Regions from separate parts of the Gossypium hirsutum genome. Here region 2 is linked to region 1. The links are chromatin contacts, called in public Hi-C maps. All regions are on one chromosome and are shown on one strand. Each heading gives the region's core, a stretch centred on a gene start, on an enhancer-like site or on the middle of the called end of the contact. The rest is flanking DNA. Distances are from core to core; before and after follow the strand shown. Region 1 has its middle 67 kb from the start of LOC121229556. Region 2 holds the start of LOC107957130.

Region 1 (2,779 bases), core at 128-2,627:
AAATATATTTTTTTTCATTTTAAGAACAAAAAATAAATTGAATTCAATAAACTTTAATCAAATCAAACAAAATGATTCAAAACTCTCTAATTTCTCCCAAATCTACTTGCATGGTGCCTCGTCATAGTTAGGGGTGAGCAAAACTCGATTCGATTTAAAAAAATTAATTTTTTTTTAAATTTTGAGTTAATCGAATCGAGTTATTTGAATTATTCGAATCAAATCGAATAACTCAAGTCGAGTTGAATTTTACAATTCGAATAACAAATTGGTGTAAATACCCCCTTTTGGTGCTTATCAATTTTGAAATTAAGCAAATTGGTCTCTTTCTCAACAAAAATTACAAAATAATTCAAAATAATTTTTAAATTTCAAAATGTTTATAAAAATTTCAAAATTTACATTTTAAAAATATATATAAAAAAGTTAAAATTTTAAAAATTTTGCAAAATAACAATTGTAGGGACCTAATTAATGATTTAAATTTATCATACTCAAGTAACTTATTTTTATTATTATTTTGCTTTGAAAAATTTTCAAATATATATGGTTTCAAATTTATGTGCTCTAACATAGAATTAGTTATATTATAATAATATTTTTATTTAACATATATTTTTTTTAATTTAACTCGAACAATTTCGCTAGATCTGACTCGATTCAAATTTTATTTCACTCGACTCGATTTGAAAAAAATTCAAATTGAGTTAGGATGATAAAGTAAAACTCGTGAACTCAATTAATTTAAAATATTTTCACTCGATTCTAACCCTAATAATATGCTAACACTATGCAACAAAGCTCGTAAATATAATCACCCGGAAAACTCTCTCCTTCAAATTTGTCTAAGCATTCTCTAACAGTTTAAAAAAAGCTCTTATTTTTCATTTTAATTGGTGCTATTAGAATTATACCATGTTTTTAGGGAAAAATATTTTCTAAAATTATACCATGTTTTGTAATTTGTCTATTTTTTTTTATGTTGAAGTGGTGAATGAAGAAAATAAATTTGTGATGTGGGTATGTTGTTACAATGGATAGGTAGATAGTAATAATTTAATTGTATATTATCAAAATAAAATAAAATTAATTGAAGTTCAAGGAGTAGAAAATGAGCAGAGAGAAATTGTTAAATTTCATCCAAGTGGGCTATTTTTTTACCCTTTTTAAGTCATAAATAATTTCTATAATTTTCTATAATCTATTTTGTAATTTTTATCTTATTTTCTATATTTTGTTATGATTTTTTATCAAGTTTTACAATTTTTATATTTTAAAAAATTTAAAAGAAATATCATTTTTTTTCACTACGTTATCCTTCTAGTAACTATCAACTATCCTGTCGGTCACGTCTCCCATTCACCATGTCCACTCGGTATGGCAAACCAAATGGTCCTCCTATTGCCGTATTTCAATCATAAAGCAAGTAGAAGAAATCAAATCTTGCAAAAGAAAATGGAGCAAGAACAACAACAACAGCCACACACATCATCATCTCATGTACTAATCTTCCCTCTCCCGGCACAAGGCCATGTCAACTCCATGCTGAAGCTAGCTGAGCTATTAGCACATGCAGGCCTCAAGGTCACCTTCCTAAACTCCCACTTCATCCATCAACAACTTCTTCGTCACACCGATATTCTTTCCCGCTTCGCCAAATATGCGGGATTCCAATTCAAGACCATACTAGATGGTGTCCCTGACGATCATCCCAGAGTAGGCAGTGATTTTGTGAGGAAGCTCTTTGATGGTTTGGAATTGATAACCAAACCACTTTTCAAGGAAATGCTGGTTAATAGTAAGCCGAAAGTGGATTGTATTATAGGAGATGGGGTCTTAGGGCTCGCACTTGATATTGCTGATGAGCTTGGAATTCCCATCATTCAGTTTCGTACCATTAGTGCTTGCAGTCTCTGGGCTTATTTTGCAATCCCTGATATGATCCATGCTGGGGAGCTTCCTATCAAAGGTATTATTCCTTTCTTTTTAACAACTTAACTCATCCATTAATCATAAGACGCTATTTCTTAAACTTCAAATTCGAATCCAGTGTCTTCTGGAAGCGAAGATAAATGAAAATTCTACACTAATTATTAGAGTTTGGGTTCACACTACGATGAGAGAAAATCCCGGTTTTGATTTGTCTCAAATTTATAGGGGTCGATTTCTTTAATAAAATTTCTAGTCCGTGTGTATCCACCTCACCGTGTTTTATATATAATTTAATTTTGCTATTAATTCTTATACTTTCTAAAAAGTTATAGATTTAGTTTTTGTACTTTTTAAACTAGTCAAATTTATTCTCTTTATTTTTTAAAATATAAAATTTTAGTCTTACCTCAGCAGTAATAATTAAATTCGTTTGGTTAAATTTAATTATTCGTACTATTCATAAAGTTATCAATTTAGTTTATTTTCTTTATTTGGATCATTCTAAATTTTTATATTTTTTCGAATTTTGAAATTTCAATCTTAATATAAATCACAGTCATTAATTCATTAATTAAATTTTTAATGAGTAATATGTAAAAATGATAAGTTGACATGAAATTACATATATAATAATATATTTGGCTATTTATATTTTAGTATTTTATTTTTAACTACATATCTATGTTGTAAATCTGTACTTTCCAGACATACACGTGATTTCTGATATCAAATAAGGCCTCTGACAAAACTACATGTGTTTGTGGAAGGAAATGAAGATATGGATCGACTAATAACAAGTGTTCCAGGCATGGAAGCTTTTCTTAGATGTCGAGATCTTCCAAGTTTT
Region 2 (2,700 bases), core at 37-2,536, 360 kb after region 1:
ATGTCGAACAGAAGAAAACTACGAGAAAAATGCAAGGAGAAATGCTAAAAATTAATACAAGAAGGCAACAAAAAAACCTGTTCCATATCTGGCATGATGGGGCAAACCCTGAGTATTCCATGAACCTCTAATTCCGGAGTGAGTTGAGTCCCTCCCCAGCACCTGAAATCAGAAAAGAGAGAACAATATTTAGACCTATTCACCATTAAAAACCTATAAAAATTAGAACAAAAATGGATAACCACAATTAAAACAAGCCATACATAGCCAGAGGTCACCAATAATTCCATTAATGCACAGTACAAAGCCAACTTTTCTCCCACCACTAGCTAGCATTGGAATATACATATTAACTTTGCAAATTTAAGATGTTACAGAGAAAAATTGACCGGTAAACCCCACTAGCTAGCATCTATCCACTAAGTGAATATATCCAAGCACATGATGTACAGAATTTTAGTGTATTATATAAAGCATCTCTTTGCATCTTTTTTAAAGAATCATTCACTTGGAATATATAAATCCATAATGTTAGAAAAAGAAATATACAAACTCTAAATACAATTAAGCCAGGTTTATCCTAAATATATCAACTTCTCAGTTACTTCCAATCAAAGTATATTATCCCCCAGTATCAAAATTTCACACATCTGCAAGTAAATAGCTAACTAATGAGTAAAATGGTATTTCATTTTTCGTCAAAATCAACAAAGCTGTATCATTTTATGGATAGAAAATGAAGAGCAAAAGGGTTTACCACTGATGGAGGGGGAAAAATAGTTCCAAAAAGCCCAGTTGTGGTAGTTGATGAAGAAGAAGAGTCCTTTGGACCAAAGAGATGATCCAAAGAAACAGACGATGAAGATGATGATGATGATGATGATGAAGAGCCACTCACTTGCCTTTTGTTTTCCATACCAGAAAAATAAGTGAACTTTTTTTTTTTTTCCTTTTTGGGGTTTAAAAAAATATCTTTCTTTGTCAACCAACGAACAAAACTACTCTTTGAGATATATATAAATATATATATCTTAAAACAAGAAACGACCCTCAAAGAACGAGACCGAACAAAAAACACAAAGACAAAAAGGTTGCTGGCAATGTCGGGCCAGTGGATAAGATTTTCTTTTTTCTCAGAAAACAAAAGAAACAAACCAAAGAGATAAAAGTAAAGAAGAGTGCAAGAGAGGTAGGAAGGAGGTAAGGGAAGGAAAGCAAAAGAGGGAGAGAGAGCTGAGAAACACGTGAAGAGTTTGCAGTGCAGATGTAGAGATATGTTTGTTGGTTGGCAAAGGATCCAAGCCTATTTATAAGCCCAAGAAAAGGGGTTTTTCACAGTTTGAGCTCCTTTTGTTCAACCCCATTTTGAAGATCGAAAGAGAATTAGACAAATGGAATTTTTACTAAAGCCTAGAAAAAGAAAACCCATGTGAATTCCTTCATTTTTTATGTCTGGTTTTTTGACAAATGGCTATGCATGTATCATTCAAACACCAAACACAAGTTGGACATTTCATTTGATTCAATTCCAACCCTTGTTTGCCACGTGTCTCCTTGGGTACTTCTTTTATTTTTTTATTGTTAATAAAGAACATGAGTCATCTCTACATAATTATTTCTTTTATAAAATTATTAGATATAATATAAATTGTTTGCTCCTTTTTGGTATGGTTTGATTTTATGTCAAGTCTCCATACTGTGTTTTCTCTTGTTATTTCCCTTAAGCTATCTAATGTTTTTAAGATCTTTACTATTTTTTTTGTACTAATGTCATAATTAATTATATATTCTCCTTTGAACAAAAAAATTTATTGTATTATATTAATAGTTTATATTGTTGAGGGGATGTGGAGCTTGCTTCGAGAAAAATCTGTGAAGTGGGGAGTCAATAGACCTCTCAACAAGTTGGTTTAGACCTGAGGCATCTATCCTCGGTTTTATTTAGGTTTTGTCTCCCGACTTTACTAAGAGCCTCAGAGGGTTCATGGAGTAAGAGTGCCTTCATCCATTGAAAAAATGTTAACATTTGCTCTTGATGAGATTTGAGCCCATATCCTTATATGACAATTGTAGGTAAGGAAGGTACCACTTTGTCTACAATACTTTGTAAACTTCTTTTAAAACAAGCGTGACCTCTCCGCAATAATGATCATTAAGAATATATGATTAATTTTTTAAATATAATTCTTAAATTACTCTCAATCTTTATATGGAGGATATTAATAATATATGTAATAAATATATTTATAAAAAATGAGGTATAAAACAATTGAGTCTTTGGCTGAAATGATAAACCAAATATGTTAAAAAATATAGTGTCTTAAGTCAAATCCTAGGTGTATAATATTTATATAAAAGATATAAAAAATAAAAACATAATTAAATAATATAATTTATTTTATAAAGTAATTGTATTTTAGTCATTATTAATTGAGTTAATTCTCGATTAACTCATAACAACAACTCAATTACAGGCTTAATATATAGTAGTACAAGTTGTATAAATCATCTTTATTAAATTCAAATGAATCCCACTTCAAATATTGTTTTGTTATACAATTTTATGGAAGAGAAAAGAGGACATATATAGCCGAAATTTAATTTGTGTTCCTAAAAGAACTTATATCTCAAAATTTATCTTGTAAATTATTTATCATATATAAAATATATTTTTAGTTATGATTTTTTATCAAATGTTAT

What was found. Hi-C and Micro-C count contacts between places; a contact is called where the count stands out from the background.
Region 2: a contact with region 1 is called in a Hi-C map of leaf, with 2.4 times the contacts expected there. The contact joins the promoter of LOC107957130 here to the enhancer-like site in region 1. A contact is called at or near these places in 3 of 34 Hi-C or Micro-C datasets (all in leaf).

What each region holds. Positions count from the first base shown.
Region 1 is chrA05:95,734,199-95,736,977 of Gossypium_hirsutum_v2.1, forward strand. It overlaps the pseudogene LOC107957119. Among protein-coding and RNA genes, the nearest start is that of LOC121229556, 67 kb to the left of the region's middle. Within about 2 kb of position 1,378, at least 5 of the 9 cell types and tissues checked have an H3K27ac peak or open chromatin away from gene starts, as enhancers often do. A contact at or near this core is called in leaf, where this site is marked.
Region 2 is chrA05:96,098,312-96,101,011 of Gossypium_hirsutum_v2.1, forward strand. LOC107957130 reads right to left here and starts at 1,287. Exons shown (of 5, transcript XM_016892568.2): 1 at 758-1,287; 2 at 78-162. The coding sequence starts at 916.